Regions from separate parts of the Mus musculus genome. Here all the other regions are linked to region 1. A link is a contact called in public HiChIP or PLAC-seq and promoter capture Hi-C data. All regions are on one chromosome and are shown on one strand. Each heading gives the region's core, a stretch centred on a gene start, on an enhancer-like site or on the middle of the called end of the contact. The rest is flanking DNA. Distances are from core to core; before and after follow the strand shown.

What was found. Promoter capture Hi-C pulls out the DNA fragments that hold promoters and counts their contacts. HiChIP or PLAC-seq counts read pairs in DNA pulled down with a chosen protein or histone mark. Capture Hi-C pulls out chosen DNA fragments and counts their contacts.
Region 2: a contact with region 1 is called in a promoter capture Hi-C map of pre-B cells, with 3 times the contacts expected there. The contact joins the promoter of Pms2 here to the promoter of Trrap in region 1. A contact is called at or near these places in 9 of 39 promoter capture datasets (the 3T3-L1 cell line, the HPC-7 cell line, cranial neural crest and 6 more), 4 of 484 Hi-C or Micro-C datasets (CD4 T cells, CD8 T cells, cortical neurons and 1 more) and 7 of 115 datasets of contacts at active chromatin or transcription factors (astrocytes, bone marrow-derived macrophages, embryonic forebrain and 4 more).
Region 3: a contact with region 1 is called in an H3K4me3 HiChIP or PLAC-seq map of bone marrow-derived macrophages, with 2.5 times the contacts expected there. The contact joins the enhancer-like site here to the promoter of Trrap in region 1. A contact is called at or near these places in 12 of 39 promoter capture datasets (the 3T3-L1 cell line, 3T3-L1-derived adipocytes, the HPC-7 cell line and 7 more) and 2 of 115 datasets of contacts at active chromatin or transcription factors (bone marrow-derived macrophages and embryonic forebrain).
Region 4: a promoter capture Hi-C map of adipose tissue shows a contact between it and region 1, with 2.7 times the contacts expected there. The contact joins the promoter of Ocm here to the promoter of Trrap in region 1. A contact is called at or near these places in 5 of 39 promoter capture datasets (the 3T3-L1 cell line, cranial neural crest, embryonic stem cells and 2 more), 6 of 115 datasets of contacts at active chromatin or transcription factors (T-cell acute lymphoblastic leukemia, bone marrow-derived macrophages, embryonic forebrain and 3 more) and 2 of 9 other capture datasets (adipose tissue and liver).
Region 5: a promoter capture Hi-C map of the SN4741 cell line shows a contact between it and region 1, with 5 times the contacts expected there. The contact joins the promoter of 2900089D17Rik here to the promoter of Trrap in region 1. A contact is called at or near these places in 24 of 39 promoter capture datasets (the 3T3-L1 cell line, 3T3-L1-derived adipocytes, the C10 cell line and 15 more), 1 of 15 datasets of contacts at CTCF or cohesin (the NIH/3T3 cell line), 12 of 484 Hi-C or Micro-C datasets (CD4 T cells, CD8 T cells, the N1E-115 cell line and 6 more), 39 of 115 datasets of contacts at active chromatin or transcription factors (the 230-238 cell line, the NIH/3T3 cell line, the SCID.adh cell line and 25 more) and 3 of 9 other capture datasets (adipose tissue, liver and pancreatic islet).

What each region holds. Positions count from the first base shown.
Region 1 is chr5:144,766,999-144,770,372 of GRCm38.p6, reverse strand. Trrap (transformation/transcription domain-associated protein) reads right to left here and starts at 1,579. Exons shown (of 71, transcript NM_001081362.2): 1 at 1,526-1,579.
Region 2 is chr5:143,908,121-143,911,494 of GRCm38.p6, reverse strand. It overlaps Pms2 (PMS1 homolog2, mismatch repair system component), which reads right to left and starts at 1,494. Exons shown (of 15, transcript NM_008886.2): 1 at 1,416-1,494. The coding sequence starts at 1,438. Aimp2 (aminoacyl tRNA synthetase complex-interacting multifunctional protein 2) reads left to right here and starts at 1,656. Exons shown (of 4, transcript NM_001172146.1): 1 at 1,656-1,914. The coding sequence starts at 1,780.
Region 3 is chr5:143,988,531-143,991,904 of GRCm38.p6, reverse strand. Ccz1 (CCZ1 vacuolar protein trafficking and biogenesis associated) reads left to right here. Exons shown (of 15, transcript NM_177682.3): 13 at 275-433; 14 at 1,140-1,267. Among named protein-coding and RNA genes, the nearest start is that of Gm17135, 9.2 kb to the right of the region's middle. Within about 2 kb of position 1,639, at least 53 of the 459 cell types and tissues checked have an H3K27ac peak or open chromatin away from gene starts, as enhancers often do. A contact at or near this core is called in bone marrow-derived macrophages, where this site is marked.
Region 4 is chr5:144,048,969-144,052,342 of GRCm38.p6, reverse strand. Ocm (oncomodulin) reads left to right here and starts at 1,734. Exons shown (of 5, transcript NM_033039.3): 1 at 1,734-1,862.
Region 5 is chr5:144,254,317-144,257,690 of GRCm38.p6, reverse strand. 2900089D17Rik (a long non-coding RNA gene) reads left to right here and starts at 1,536. Exons shown (of 3, transcript XR_868683.3): 1 at 1,536-1,612. It overlaps Bri3 (brain protein I3), which reads right to left and starts at 2,466. Exons shown (of 3, transcript NM_018772.4): 1 at 2,172-2,466; 2 at 1,779-1,881. The coding sequence starts at 2,313.

The DNA.
Region 1 (3,374 bases), core at 330-2,829:
CAGCGGTGTTCAAAAAACAAAAAAACAAAACAAAAAGGAGGGCTTAAGGACACCTTTTGCATAATCTGAATTCATCATGAAATACTACTCTTCTTCAATACTCCCCCCATCCCACCCCAACCAGTTTAAGAAAATATAAAACCAGCTAAGCATGGGGGCAAATGGTTTTAATCCCAGCACGCAGGGGACAAGAGGCCAGCCTGTTGTACATAGTGAATTTTAGGCTAGTCAGGGTTACCTGAGACCTTGGGAAAATATACACACTACATCATGGTAGAGCCTTGTCCTGGGTTTTATCCCCCAGTATTGTATAAATAATAAACTATTCTCCTAAGCATTACCTCAAAGACTGTGGATCTTATCTACAGTCGAGGCACAAAACACAAAGCATGCTTTTTATCATTACATTTTCTTAACTGGGGTGGAAGAAGGTGTGTGCCACACAGCACATGAGGAAGTCAGGGGACCACTTGTGGGACGTCTGTTCCTTCCATCCACCGTGTGGGTCTCAGGGATTGAACTCGGGTCATCGGGCTTGGCAGCAAGCAACCTTTACCCACTGAACCAACTCACCGGCCCCAAAGCATACTTTAAAAGCACCACAGTGACTTGGAAAACAGGAACGTTGACTCCTGGCTCATAAGGTAAAGCGCTTGGAGCCAAACCTGGAGACCTATCTTGATATGTGACCACAGGGTGGAGGGGGAGAACTGAGTCCCACAGGCTGACCTCTTAGCTCCACATGCATGCCGAACACACATACACAAACAAGCAAATGCTTAAAAAATAAAAAGCTGAGTGTGCCAGTGCACGCCTTTAACCCCAGGACTCTGTGGATCTCTGTGAGTTCTAGACCAGCCAGGCCTACATAATACCAGAGACCCTGTTCCTAGGGAGAGAAGAGAAAAGCTAAGGATACTATCAGCCTTGCTACCGTGACTTGGCAAACTCTTGCTTTTCCTATCAGAGTTCCTCCTTCAAACACTGGAGGTCCCTCATACTCACCGACTATTAACTAGACTCAGGGTCAAGGCATTCTTAAGAACAAAACAGAAGCCCTAATCCTGGCCAAACTTTTTATCTAGCTTTTCTGCTGTGGAGGCGGTGTTGTGTAGCTCGGGTAGGAGGAGCAGGCTGATGTAGATGTACGGTTGGCCTTGATTGTTGAGCTTCCAGCCCCGACCCCTGACAGGCCTGTGTACCATCACCCCAGGGCTAGGAGGTTCTGGGGAATCGAACCCAGGGTTTGGTGTGCTAGGGGGACACTCTACCCTCTGAGCTATAGCCCAATCATCTGCGCAAACTTTTGCGACACTTAATCTCCTTTTTATAAGCCACTCAGTAAAAGTGCCACTTCCGAGCTCCCACCCGATCCTCCCAGGGACCAGGCCTAGCTTCTCCCTGGGCCAAGAACCTGAAAGCAGGGGGCTACCCTATCCGCCTGTGGATTCTGGAAGGAGGTTCTGAGCTTTTCGAGAGGATATGGATTCAGGCCTGGATGCCCTCGAGCCCACGGAGTCCCCACCCAGGTAAGGAAAAGGCAAACGGCCCCACAGCCCGCCGTCCTCCATCGGGTCCGCCCCGCCCACGACGCCCGGCTGGCTGGACAACGCGCCTCCGGGCCGCCAGGGGGCGCCGTAGCCGCCGCTACCTTCACTCTCAGCGTCTGGCCCAGAGAGCCAGGAGCCTGCGTGGAGGCCCGCAGATGCCAGGATGGCTTTGGTGGGGTGCCGCAGCCCCCTCGACTCCTCACTCAATCCCTTCGCGTCGCAAACGGCCTTCGGGTTCCCTCCTTTTGTCGCCGATCCTTCCCGGGACTCTCAGCGACTGCCCCCCAGCAGGCCGCTGAGCTACGGCAAGCGCCGAGGGCCAACCTCCGCGGCCGCTAGCGCTGCGCGTCCCTCCATCCGCTCCAGCGCAGCCCGGCGCCGCGGAGGACTAAATGCTGCAGTGTGGCTGATCTAGTTTAGGAGGGCTCCTGGGGGGCCGGAAGGACCTCGGTCAAGCAGGGACAGCCTTCTCCACTTCTCCGTGGAGCCGTCGTGCTGCACCGACTCTCTCCCACGCCTGAGACACGCACGCGCGTGCATCTCCCGGGACCGTTCACCCGCCCTCCCTTGCGCTTACCGGGACCTGCCGACTAGCCCCCAGCATCCGGGCCCGAGTCCCCAAGAACTCTCGCCGCCGACGCCGCTGCTGCTCCTCGCTCAGTCCCGCCCCGGCTTAAAGCCGCGGCGTCCGCCCACCAGAACTAAGCTCGGGCGCACCGCCCCCAAGTGGGTGCGGCCTGGGCGGGCAGCGGGGCAGGGAGGGGCGGTCTGCCGCCTTGGGTGGGCGTGCTGTCCTTTTAAATCATCGCCTGGGTGACCTATCTGCTGAGCACCTAGGCCGGTGGGGCTCTGGGCTGCTGCAGCTTCAAGATTCGTCATCGCCTCCACACCCAACCCCGTGTCCCTTTTCCTCGCAGGAACCAGACTGAAGGGTGATTGACACCCGAAATACCTCTCCAGTTGGTTCACTGTGTGTGTGTGTGTGTGTGTGTGTGTGTGTGTGTGTGTGTGTGTGTGTGTGTATGTGTGGCCTTCAGGGCTGGACTTCCTTCCCTGAGATTTTATTTTTCCTCTTCCAGCAATGCTGGGTGTTGAACTTAGGGCTTCACATCCACTAGGCCAGCTGTGTGTGTGTGTGTGTGTGTGTGTGTGTGTGTGTGTATGTGTGGCCTTCAGGGCTGGACTTCCTTCCCTGAGATTTTATTTTTCCTCTTCCAGCAATGCTGGGTGTTGAACTTAGGGCTTCACATCCACTAGGCCAGCGCTCTATTGCTGATCAGCCGCCTGAGAGTGAAGTAGTTCCTGCAAGACTTTAATCACAGCACTGGGGGGGGGGGGGGGGGGGGGGGCCGGGGGGGGGGAGGCAGGCGGATTTCTGAGTTCGAGACCAGCCTGGGATAGGGGCAGATAGACTGACATCCAGTTGGCTTAAAGGCAAACTCGGGTGTTATGCTGCTAGGTCACCCTGAGACAACTACATTTGTCCCGCTTGTAGCTGATGCCCTCCCTTCAAGACAAAATTGGAAGGTGACAGACCTCAAGCCAAGCCAGAGCGGTGAAGAAACGTGGTGGGGAGTAGGGGTATCCTGTGATACCCAGATGAGGACGAAGGTCTTTCTTTGAAAGGGACAACTCAGCCGGGTGTGGTGGCTCACGCCTTTAATCCCAGCACTCGGGAGGCAGAGGCAGGCGGATCTCTGAGTTCGAGGTCAACCTGGTCTACAGAGTGAGTTCCAGGATAGCCGGGGCTACACAGAGAAACCCTGTCTCGAAAAACCAAAAAAACAAAAAACAAACAAACAAACAAACAAAAAAAACCGAAAG
Region 2 (3,374 bases), core at 245-2,744, 860 kb after region 1:
AGACCAGGCTGGCCTCGAACTCAGAAATCGGCCTGCCTCTGCCTACCGAGTGCTGGGATTAAAGGCTTGTACCACCACGCCTGGCTCACAATTCTTAAAAAGTCAAAGTTTGGTGGGAAATACTGGTTGACAAAAATCATCTTCCAACTATGTAACTATTCTCATAATTGCTTTTGAAACCTGTACCCAAATCCATGCTGCCTACACTGCTCTGATGAAAGTCCTCAGAGCTCATGTTTGAGACAAGAGTTCATTCTCAGCCTCCAAATGATAGTCCCACCTCACGACCACACTCAGCGAACGGGTTAAGTCTCTTTCTGTCCTGGCTGGCCTAGGGTAATCGCCTTTTTGTCTCCAGTTTACCCTGATTGCTACCACCAGTTTTGTTCACTCTGACACAGGTTCCAAGGTAGCCCAGAGCGCCCTCAAACTCCCTATGTCGTTAAAGGTAACTATGAACTCCTGCTGAGCCTGTTCCTGCTCGGATTATAGGTGTGGCTTGATTCCCACCAATTTCTTTTTACAATTACAAATCCAGTCGAAAAAAATCTTTAGGTTTAAATTTTTAGTGGTGCTCATTGCCTATCATATGAAGTTTGAAGTCTAGCAACGACAAGGTCCCAATCTACTATCACTAATTCCCCTACGGTTTAGTCACCATAAAAATAGTTTCCCGGCTATGAAATGCCCCATAAAAGTATAACAGAACATAGGTGCATCCTTGCAGTAACAATTTTAGGGTATTTTCCATATGGTCTGACATATAGTAGACTTCCAAAAACCCTGGTGAAATAAACCAACCAACCTCTTTTCTCTTCAATCTACCTTGCACAGAACCTCGCTGGTTATCACAGCACTCGGGTGTTTGAAGTAGGAGGATCCCGAGTTCAAAGCACTACCTCAAAAAACCAAAACAAACACTTGCACTCGTTCTAACTGCAAAGGATCTCTGGGGAAATCACAAGGTTAAAATACAGACAGCAAATTTGCATTTACAAATCTGTCACCGAATGTAACTGTGCTGGCCTTCGAAGATGTGCTTCACTGCTATGATGCCGCCTGTGAACACTACACCAAACGCACAGAAGCACCTCAATATAATAAAAGTTAAAAACCCTATTGACTGCAAGATCAGCGTGAGCCTTTAAGCCTCCCTCCCCAAGTCTTCAAGAATAAAGACTCAATAAATAAACAAACAGCGGAAACGAATTTTGTCTACGGCGACTGATTTTCGTGCTGGGTTTCAAGTGCACGGCCTGTGGCGGGAGGATGCCGAGGAAATAGCTTCCTCACAGAGGACCCGGTCCAGTCCGCGAGCTTGCCCGCCTCGCGCCTCAGCCACTTCCGGTCCTTTCAAGAGACCGGGATACCGGGAACTCTATAGAATGCGCCCGGAGACCACAAGTCCAGCTCACCTCACGCCTTCGGTTTGCTCCATGGATGCAGGACTCCTCCAGTCACAGTCACCGCGGGAGAGTTGGCGCTGCCGCTCTCGGGAAAAGACGCGTCTCCTGGAACACCCATTGGTTGCTTTTGACATATGATCCGCCCCTTCCGGGCGGGCTAGCGAAGGCATGCCAAGACCTCTTTACCGGTGATTGGCCAACTCAAAGGTCAAGTTGGTGACGTTAGACCAGCCCGGCCAATGAAAGCTCGGGGACTTCATTTTCCGGAACGCCAGCAGCAGAGTCAGAAAGAAGGCGGCTGCTGTCTGAGGTGGCCTTGGGTGGCTTCTGAGCGTTCCTGTCCCTCGCCCGCTACCTTCCTTGGGTTCCCACCATGCCGATGTACCAGGTAAAGCCCTATCATGGAGGCAGCGCACCTCTGCATGTAGAGCTTCCAACCTGCATGTACCGGCTCCCCAACGTGCACAGCAAGACCACCAGCCCCGCCACCGACGCGGGCCACGTGCAGGTAGGAGCGTGCGGCCCCTGCCTGGTGCGCAGGCGCCGTTCGTGCCGCGCCGCACCCTGCCCTATCCCTCGTCCAGTCTAGCGCGCCGGCGCTGTGTCTGCCTAGGGTCCCGGTCCCTTCTGCGGCCGGGTCCGACAAAATCCTCCTAGATGAGTGCTGCTGTGGGTTCCTGTCACGATCTCCAGGCGCACAGAAAAGTGAACAACACGAAAAATGCTCATTCGGAGGAATTTTCAGAGCGATCCCAGGGTTACCATAACCCAGGTTGACGGGTTTAGTGCCCCATCCTTCCCAGTTTAACTTTTCCACAAGAGGTCCCGACTTTTACTGTAGTTATGTGTTGTTTTTTTCGCGGTTAGGTTGTGGAGGCTATCTTTAAGCTATATAATCTTGATGGTCTGGAAACATAGTATGTGTTCTGTTGTCTGGCATACTGTACAAGATTTTGTTATAACGATAGTGAGTGATCTTGTTCCTGGCCACACCCCGCTTATTTATCTGCCCGGTCCTCACTCATGGGCGCTGGAATTTATAGACTAGCTAACATAAATAGCCTGTATAGGAATGGAATTCCTGGCCCAGTGGGCAGGTTTGCCTTCCACTTTTTAAGTTCTTTTTCAAAGCGGTTATACAGGTTTAAGCTGTTACCAGCAGGATAATGGAGACATCCTAATGTAGTTTTAATTTGGATGTCTCCAGTTTCTAAGTAAGTTGAGGTCCTTTTTCGTGTTTCCTGGCCATGGGAGTGTGGGGCAGAAACAGTGCCTTTGTAGCCCAGGCTGTCCTGGGATTCTTACAGCCAAAGATAATCTTGAGCCCTTTCTCCACCAGTGGAGAAAGAGCTTCCAAGTGCTGGGGTTAGAAGTGTGTGCCTGCCTAACTCAGAACAATTATCTTACCATGCTTATCACTATTGTTTGATCTCATTTTCTTTCTTTCTTTTTTTTTTTTATTTTGGTTTTTCGAGACAGGGTTTCTCTGTGTAGCCCTGGCTGTCCTGGAACTCACTCTGTAGACCAGGCTGGCCTCAAACTCAGAAATTCACCTGCCTCTGCCTCCCACCATCTCGTTTTCTAAAGACTAAAATTTGTTAGGTCTCAAATGGCTAACTGAGGTGCCCTTTAACATATCAAAGCAGACACTGGCCCTCAGGTCCACCCAGCACCCCTCAGTCTCTACCAGTGACAGGGCCTCCTGGTTGGTTTACCCCATCCCCTACCCTGAAATCTCCAGCCCAGAACTGAGCAGGGCTTCCCTCTCCCTAGCTCCTCTGGCTGCTACATAACTAAGCCGTTTGGCTATGCCAACGTCCCAGCTCAGGCTGGCCACGTTCACTCCGGACTCTCCAGCTGTCCCTGCCTCTGCTCTCCCTTTTATCTACAATAAACTTTACCCTCCAACCTTAGGAGTTGTCGCGCTCTTCCTTTTACGTTCTTCCCCACCCCTTTCAGTTTTCTACT
Region 3 (3,374 bases), core at 390-2,889, 780 kb after region 1:
TGGTTTGCGAGAGTCGAGTCGAGTCTCTCCCTCCATCATGTGGGCCCTGGGTTCTGACTCAGGTCATCAGGCTTGGTGCTACTTGGCTTTCTCTTTGGAGTCACCGTGCCACCCCTGCCATTCCGTTTTAGTTTGTGCATTTTCTGTTCGTGGGTCTCTTGAGTTTTGGTTTTGACTATGAATTGAGATTGCCATTCTGCACTCTCACCCGTGCCTGTGTGCTTGGGATAACTGTTCTTTCAGTGGTCGTCATCTCAATGTCATGTCTGCACAGGTCTGAAAAGGAGCCCCAGTTTAAGTTCATCTACTTCAACCACATGAATTTAGCAGAGAAAAGTACAATTCACATGAGGAAAACGCCCAGTGTGTCACTCACATCCGTCCACCCAGATCTAATGAAGATATTAGGGGACATCAACAGTGACTTTACCAGGTAATCCCAGCGACTTCTCAAAGCGGATGTTGCCTTTCTGAGAATAGATTTAAAGGAGTTATACGTATGTATATTTATATTTATCTTATTTGTTTGTTTACATGGGATTCACTGTATAACCTAGTAGTACTTAAACTCAAGATCTCTCTGCCTCAGCCTTCTCAGGGCTGGGATTATAGACATATGCCTGCATGCCTAGCTAAATAATTACCTTTAAACCAAGTGACCCAGAGCCCTTGAGAAGAGACTGCTTCCACATCACACAAGGTTGCCTTTCATACGTGACTACTTAACTATTTATAACTACAACTTAGTGTCGTTTCTTTCTTTCTTTTTAAGATTTATTTACTTTATGTATATGAGTACACAGTAGCTGTACAGATGGTTGTGAGCCACCATGTGGTTGCTGGGAATTAAACTTGGCTTCTGCTTGCTCCAGCCCTAAGATTTATTTATTGTTATATGTAAGTACACTGTAGCTGTCTTCAGACACTCCAGAAGAGGGCGTCAGATCTCATTACAGATGGTTGTGAGCCACCATGTGGTTGCTGAGAATTGAACTCAGTACCTTCGGAAGAGCAGTCAGTGCTCTTAACCACTGAGCCATCTCTCCAGCCCCTTAGTACCATTTCTTGTTTTGAATTCTTTTTCTCTTCCCAGTCTAGCTGTGTACATAAAAGCATCCCACTCTGAAACTTTGTTACAGAGCAGATGAAGATGAAGAAATCATTGTGAAGGCCATGAGCGACTACTGGGTTGTTGGGAAGAAGTCTGACCAGCGGGAGCTGTACGTGATTCTCAGTCAGAAGAATGCGAACCTGATCGAGGTCAATGGTAAGGGGGCCTGGGACCTCAGGAGAACTTTAACCACGGATACTTCAAATAATCTTTCCCTGGGTTAAGAAACTATAGAAGCTGCACATTGTGGTCATACCTATAATTCCAGCTGAGGCAGGAGGATCAGGAGTTTACGTCCATCCTCAGCTACAGAGTGAGTTTGAACTCAGCCTGGACTACAGGAGACCCTATCTCAAAAAAAAGTAAATATGGCCTGAGAAGTGGCCTAGTGGGTACAGGAGCGTGCTGCCAAGCTTGGTGACACACAGAATGTCCTCAGACCTCATGCATGCATACTGTATCCCTCCATACACACACGTGCACACACAAGGAAATAGGAAGTTCTTTAAAAGGGAAGTAACTTGGTGAGCTGCAGCAGTGGCTCCGGGTTAAGACGTTGGCTTAGTTCCAGCTCCCACACAGTGGCCCGCAGGCAGCCGTAGCCCCGTTCTCACGGATCCAATACCTCGTCTGTCCTCTGACAGCATCGGGCACACGTGGTGATAGACATACATGCTGACAAAAGATAGTCACATAAAATAAACATTAGAAAGCAAAAAAACAGGGACTGCAGAGACAGCTCCAGAGGCTCAGGGTCTCTGCTGCTCTTACAGGGACTCAAGTTTGGTCTACACATGGGGCAGCTCATAACTGCCCCAGAAATCAAACAAACAGAAGCTCCTGGCCTTGGATCCCAGCTTTTCAAGAGGCAAGAGGATGAGAACTTCAAAGTCTGCCTGGGCTATTAATGGAGTCTCTACCTTGAATAAATGGTGGGGGGGAAATGAGATGGGTGTCAGGGGTCTGTGAGGGATGTAGCCCACTGCTACACCCGCCGAGCATGAGTGAGGGCCTAACTCAGCCTCCAGTGCAAACAGAAACCAGAACACAACTCCTAAGATCCAAGCAGATGCTTCTATTCTGTGTATTTCGGGTTTAAAGAAAACTTTATTTCATGCATATGGGTATTTTACCAGCATTTATGTCTGTGTCCCACCCACTTGTGCCTGGTCCCTGAGGAAGCCAGAAGGAGCTGCAGTTACTGACAGTTGTAGGCTGTCCTGTGGGTGCCGAGAACCAAATGGGGTCTTCTGTAAGAATAGCAGGTGCTCCTAGCCACTGAGCTGTGTCTCCAGTCCCCCATTAAATGCTTTTATTTCTCCTGTGGGGTGGGAAACTTAACAGTGCCTAAAAGAAAAGTGTTTTCTAAAGTGCTACAAAAAGAAAAATCAGCAAACAAGGCATGGCTGCCCACTGTACAAATGTCCTTTTATAGCTGCCCACTGTACAAATGTCCTTTTATAGCTGCCCACTGTACAAATGTCCTTTTATAGATCCTGTGATGAGAACCCTCCAGGCTGCCAGGTTCACAGGGCACTTCCAGCTGTCACCATCTGCACATGGGCAGAAGAATGCAGTTTTTTTCTGCCTTCCCATCAGGGCGGGGTTGGTCTCCTTTCTGGACAGTGTGATCTAGCAGCTGCTTTATGGGTCTTAATGAATGTTGTCCTGGAGAAAAGATCGCATTGTCCTCATGGGATTGGGCTTCGCCACTGCTCTCTGTGGCATGACACTAACGGCAGGCAGGGGACAAATCCTACCAAGCTCATCATAAGTGACATAGAGGATCTTAACATCTGTTCTTTTGTTGGTTTGTTTTGGGCTTTTGTTTTGTGTTTTTGAGACAAGAGCTTCCATCTGGCTGGCCTGAAAGTTGCTATGTAGGCCAGTCCAACCTTGAACTTACAGCCATTGTCCCACGGTTTCCTAACGTTGTGATTACAGGCAGCCTCACTGTGCCCAGCATTAGGACATTTCAGGTCTTCATTTGCATTAGTATTTGGGTGCATGCAGAGATAAAATGGGAGTTTAAAGGGGTGGGCATGGAGCTCAGTGGTATAGCATTTGCCTGGCATACTCAAGGCCCTGGGCTCTCTACTTAGCACCACAGAAATTAAAATAGGTGGATTTGATGGATCAACTAATCCAAGGTGATTATCTCTGGAAAACCCTTGATCGACATCTCAAGACTGTGGCCAGGGTTTTTGTACATCCATCCCGTCAGCTTCTCAGGAGCATTGCACTTCTAGTGCTGACCCACGAG
Region 4 (3,374 bases), core at 485-2,984, 720 kb after region 1:
TCTTTATGAGGACGCCCATCAAATTGCATGTGTGTGCATGTGCGTGTGCGTGTGCGAGTGCATTGGTGCACGTGTAGAAGTCAGAGGAGAACTTGCAGGATCTGTATTCTTCTACCATGTGGGTTCTGAGGTGTGAACCCAGACACCCGGCGTGTCGGCAAACACCTTCACCTACAGAGCCATCTTGTTGACTCTTCAGCCTCATTTTAACTTCATGATCCTTTTAAAGGCCAAATATAGTCACATTCTCAGGTTCTGGACAATGGAGCCTCAACATGGAGGGGGCACAGTGTAGTCTTTCATGTTGCAGCAGCGTTAACATGATGCTGCAAACAGAGTGGTTTAAAATAACAGATGTGGACTGGGGATGCAGCAGCCAGTTGACAGAGTGCTTGCCCAGCATGCATGGCGCCCTAAGGTCCATCCTGGCTACATATAAACCAGGCACAGAGGTGCACACCTGTAATCCCAAAACATTAGAGATAGAAACAGGAGGACTGGGTATCCCATATCACTCTTGGCTACAGAGTGAGTTGGAGGCCAGCCTAGGATATCTGAGACTTTGTATTAATTATTTAACAGACATGTATTGCCCTTGCAGTTCTGGAGCCTTACAGACATGAGGACCTGAATTCCATCACTAGACCCCACATTGGACAAAACAAAACAGCTGGGTAAGGTACACCATGCTTTTAATCCCAGCACTGGGGAGGCAGAGACAGGAGGATCTAGACTATTTAATGAGTACCAGGCCATCAAGAGACCATCTTAAGAAAAGGGGAGGAGTTGAAGAGATGGCTTAGCAGTGACCAGTACTTCCTGCTCTTGCAGAAGATCTGGGTTCAGTTTCCAACACCCATTTGGGACAGCTCTGGGAGATCTGATGCCCTCTGCTGGCCTCTGTGGGTACTTGCATGCACATGGTGCATAGACATATACTCAGCCCCACCCCCACAAAATGTAAAATAAACTATTTAAAAAGAAAAAAAAAGGCAGAAGTAATCCTCTGACTTACACACACACACACACACACACACACACACACACACACACACTACTTTCCTGGAAATCAGAGACTGTACTGGAAAATGCACGTTGGCCTAGACTCATCCCCAAAGCCCAGGACTCTGCGCCCAATCTGTGCCCATAGCTGCAAGTAAAGTACATGTGTTTCTGATGACAACCCGTCAACCAGAGCCCAAGGCTCCCTTCTCCCTCGACACAGTTCCCTCTCAATATGTGATTATGGCACTACCACAGCGAAGAGCAAGACAAAGAAAGGAAGAAAAGAAAAAAAAGAAGGAAGGAGGGAGGGAAGGAAGGAAGGAAGGAAGGAAGGAAGGAAGGAAGGAAGGAGGAAGGAAGGGTAATGGCTATTCCTGGTTGTCAACTTGACTATATCTGGAATGACCTACAATCCAGAATTGGAAGGCTCACCCGTGATCCAGATCTTGAGGCTGGGATATACACATTTCTGATCTGGATCTTGGCATGGAGATCTTGAGGCACAGTGGCCATGAAAAGCTTAGGCCCAGGCAAGGTAGTACACACCATTAGTCCCAGGAGGTAAGTAGATCTTTGAGTTCAGGGTCAGCCTGGGGCAAAGCAAGTCCCAGATCTAGGCGTGGTGATACACACCTTTAATCTGGGCCACACCTTCTGCTGGAGGCCTCCAGAAGGACTTTAGAAGAAGGAAGATTCACTCTTTTTAGCCTGCCTTCATTTACTTGCCAGCACATCTGTTGGAATCTACTTCTACAGAAGACCAGATGAAACAACTAGCCTAGTGGGACCGAGCAACTACTAGATCCTTGGACTTCCAATTCACAGCTGACCACTGTTGGGGAGTTGGACTACAGACTGTAAGTCATCACAATAAATTCCCTCAGTATAGAGAGACATTCCATAAGTTCTGTGGCTCTGGGGAACCCTAATACAGGAAGGAAGGGAAGAAGGAAGAAAGGAAGGAAAGGGAAGGAAAGGGAAGGGAAGGGAAGGGAAGGGAAGGGAAGGGAAGGGAAGGGAAGGGAAGGGAAGGGAAGGGAAGGGAAGGAGGGACAAAGGGAGGGAGGAAGGAAAGACGGAAGAAGAAAGGAAAGAAAGAGAGAAAGAAAAGAAAAAAGATCTCTGCCAATTTGTGGCTTTTGGTGTCCCTCCTGGCCTCTGTTTATGTGAAGGTGTATTTTTACCCAGTTCTAGGCAGAGACCATCGTGGGTTGAGCCTGTTTTACTTACAATTATGTCATGGACATATATACCACTGCAGCCTTCATAGCTGTTATTTTAAGAGCTGGGTACCAAGTCCATCTGGTGATCTGCCGTAATGCACTTTGCCAGTCTTCTACTGTGTGGCCTCTTTTCTTCTCTTTTTTTTTCCTTTAATTTTCTTTTTCTTCCTTCCTTTCTTTCTTCCTTTGCTTTAAAAATTGTATGATTGATTATTACTGTGTGTGTAAATGATGGAGTCAGGGAAGCAACATCTGTCAACCTGTGTGTGGAGGGTAGAGGACAGTTTTATAGAGTCGGTTCTCTCCTTTATGTGGGTTCTAGGGATTGACCTCAGGTCACCAGACCTGTGTGGCAAACACCTGTACCTGCTGAACATCTCACTAGGCTCTCTATTCTTCCTTCCTCCCTCCCTTCCTTCCTTCCTTCCTTTCTTTTTTCTTCCTTCTTTCTTTCCTCCTTCTTCCTAGTACTAGGGATGGAAACCAGGGCTCACATATGCTAAGGAAATATTCTACCACTGAGCAAAGCCCCAGCCCCTTCCTGGGGGATTCTAGGCAGGGGCTCTACCACTGAGCCACACCCCCAGCCCCTCACTGGGGGAGTCTAGGCAGGGGCTCTACCACTGAGCCACACCCCAGCCCCTCACTGGGGGGATTCTAGGCAGGGGCTCTACCACTGAGCCATGCCCCCAGTCCCTCACTGGGGGATTCTAGGCAGGGGCTCTACCACTGAGCCATGCCCCCAGCCCCTCACTGGGGGGTTCTAAGCAGGGGAGTTCTAGGTAGGGGCTCTACCAATGAGCCACATCCCAACCTCTCACTGGGGGATTCTAGGCAGGAGCTCTACAATGGAGTTGCACCCCAGCCTAAGGAGGGAGAAGAGTGGGGGACAGAAATACCATCAGTATATTTCTTGTGAATGAAATCCTCAACAAAATTAAAAAGTTTCAACTAAAAATAGAAAATGGAACTGGAGAGATGTCTTAGTGGTTAGGGGTACTGGCTGCTCTTTCAGAGGACATGGGTTTAATTACCAACACCCACTTGGTAGCTCACAACTCTCTGTAACTGTAGCTCCAGGGGAACCAACACCCTCACACAGACACACATGCAAGCAAAACACCAATGCATATAAATTAAAAATCA
Region 5 (3,374 bases), core at 287-2,786, 510 kb after region 1:
CTACAGGACTGAAGAGCCCATGAGCAGAAGCCACAAGCCTACAAAACAACTCACTTCCCAGGGAAAGTCTCAGAGAAAGTGTTCTCCACCAGCAGCAGTCCAGACTGCAGTGGGACACTCCACAGTCTAGGATTTTGACTGCCTTGGCCCCAGACTATAGCAGCCATACTGCCCTGCTGTCCGTCCCCCCACACCCCAACCCCCAAGTTCAGGGGTCTGGTCCAAGAAGAGCCTCATGGGAACACTCCTGTCCACTGGGGGAGAGGAAAAAAAACAGAAACAAACCCAGCTGACTGTGGTAGGGCCAGGATCTGGTTGCTGGAACAAGCAGACATGAAATCCTAGTGAGCCCCCTGCACTGCTATGCCTCTCCCCACCTTCCTGCCTGCTTGCCACCTACCCCTATGAGACCTCTCCTTAAATCTGAGAGTTCAGCTAATATTTGTCCCATCCTCAGGGCTCTGAGAATTCCCATGCAGGGACTAGCCTCAAGGCCACACAGGAAGTCTCCCACCTCCATACAACTAACCCCCTTCTGTTCCCAGTGGCTCTCTCTCTGCACAGGAGACCCTATACTAATCCCCTTGGCTCAACAAGCTAGGACCACCTCCCAGTCTATGCTCCCTCTTTGGTGTGCCTCAAGCCCTCAGGTGGAAAGCTTGCAGAGAGAGAGGCGGCCAGCAAGACCAAGCTATCAGAGAGCCACCCCATCTACAGCTAGAGGAAGCAGCTGAGTCCCACTCCTCTCCCCTGCACCAGCTCCAAAAGCCAAGTCACTTGGGTCCCTGAAGGAGGACTCTAACTAACTGGCCTTCAGCCTTCTTCCCCCAAGCACATGATCAACCGAGGGTCCAGTGTCTTCCACCCTCAGTCATCTCTTGTGAGGCCACTCGCAAGTTTCCAAAATCATTAACTTCCTTATGGCTCCACTCTGCGCCTCTGACACACACTTTTGAAACGAAAGCTAAGTCCAAACAAGGGTTTCTTAATTCCATCTCAGAGACTTGGAACTTCCCCCTGCCAGACAAAGGCTGAAACCCTGCCCTGCACGAGCTGTACCTGGCCCATCCCCGGGTGAGTGGCCAAGTCCAACTTGGAAGCCGAATCCTCAAAGCCTGCCTAGAATGAGCCTGGCTGCATCTCTCACCTTCCATAAAGTCCCCACAAAGTTTCTGTCAGCTCCAGTTTGAGGGTAAAACAGCCACAACAACAAAACCACTCCAGCCCGGAACAAAGAAGCACGGGGTTTCCTCCTGGGCCAGCTAGTGGCCAGGAGTTGTTAAGCCCTGGTCGTCATTCTGCACCCTCACAGCCTTTGCTCTCTGCTGGCCACTTGGATCTCCTAAGTCCTTTGGCATACTGGCCTGCGGACTCAAGTCCCAATATCTCCTTAGTACTGGACACACTTGCGGAAACTGGAGGAAAAAAACCTAACAAAACAAACCCTGATTCGCTGCGGATCTCCAGTACTAGGGAGGAAAGACCATCAGTCTCCATTGTTAACATTCCTGCGTCCCACGCACTCCGGGTGCCATGCCTCCCAAATGCACTCAACTCCCCACAGAAAAGGGAACCCATCCTTCTGCCGCATAAAGTAAATTCAGAGCCAGGGGTGAGTGACCCCACCTTCTCCCACTGCAGTCCCTCCCCTGCGGGACTTCCCTCTGAGACAGGAGCCGGGCTGTGACCCCACCCCATCCCACCCCCGCTGGCCTTTTGCAAGATTCCGGCACGTGCGTTCTCCGCCGCCACCCCCCACCCCCAGGCTAGAGACTTACCTGCAGACCGGGCAGCCTCCGACCACGACGATGGAGTTGGCAGGATACCGGGTGACCGTTCGACTGTGGATGTTATAGACCCGGGGGTGGCTGGTGGGGATCCCTGTGGGAGCGGAGTGCTGATCAGCCCCGGGCGACTCGGCCCTCCTCCTCTCCTCCCTCCCTCCCCCTTAGCCCCCGTCCTCCCCGCCTCCAACGGGGCTGAGCGCGCCTGCGGGTGGGCTCTAGAAGCCAAGTGTGAACCCTCCGACACTAAGTTCACGGCCACCGGGGCAGGGCCTGGCCGGGCAGGGCGCTCCGGGTAGCAGCTGCCCCCCCGGCAGGCCCGCGCCGGGGACAGCGCGGTGCTTGGCCCGGAGGCCGTTCGGGGACCCCGAAGAGCTGCGGGCCCACCTGTGACGAGGTAGGGGTAGGGCGGCGGCGGGGGCGCGGTGGGGATGGCCCCGTAGCCGTGCGGGCCGCACGCGTAGTCGCCCTGGCCGGCCTCCAGGTTGTAGGCGGGCGGGCGCTCCTGCAACAGGGGCTTGTGGTCCATCGCGGCCCCCGGGGCCGCGCGCCCGCCAGCTCCGGCCCGGCTCGCTTCCTTCGGCCCGGCGGGGATGGCGGCGGTAGCGGCGACGGCGGTGTCCCGGGCAGCTCGGCCCAGTGAGGCGCGCGCCGGGCGGGGCGGGCGCGCCAAGGGTTCCCCGCCCTCCCGCCGGTCACAAGATCGGGGTCACGTGGGCGGGGCGGGGCGGGGCTGTGGGCGGGGTTTGGGCGAGGGCGTCTTAAAGACGCCTCAGCGGCTGCCGCTGGCGGGGTGTTGTCCTCGTTCAGTCCCGCCCCACAATGGATCTTGGACTTCCAGAGAAGTTCTGACTCCCGGCCACGGCCGGAGACCCAACAAGATCCTGGCCTCCTTTAGCTTTTGCTTTTTTTCTAAAAATAATAATAATAATGTTTGTTACAATTATTTGGGGGGAGGGTGTGTTTATATGAGTGGGCACGCATTTGGAAGCCAGAGAATAAATAACTTTCGAGAGTGGGTTCCTGCTTTCCACCATATGGGTCCTGAGATAGATTGGTTGACAGATTCTGCAGCAGGCGCCTCCACCGTTTTTCTGTGTTTGTTTGTTTGTTTTGGACCTAGGCTCATGTAGCCCAAGCTGGCCTGGAACTCTTAACCCTCTCACCTTTACCTCCTAAACTATGGACTTCGTTGCCCCTCCACGCCCAAATCCTCCCCTTGCCCAACCCAGCACCCGGGTCACCACCCACAGGGAGGGACCAGGCGAGCCCCTCCCAATCACTGCCCACACATCCTTGGGTGTAGGAAGGAAAACAACTGAGTACGCTCACCCACTGAAGCCTACTCAACTGCTGAGCCTTCCTCCTCCTCCTCTTTTGATTAATTTTCGCTTTCAGGGGCTGTGGCCACTAATTAGAAATAACTGCCCTGCTTGGGAGAACCCTAAACTCTAAGCACCTGCGGCGCTTCCTTCAGGTTCTCCAACTTTTTTTTAGCAGCCTGACCGCAAACTTGCTGAGTGTACAGCATGGCGATGTGGCTCCCTAGGAGAGGACCATGGTCTGACACAGGCCCATGCAGTCTCTGCA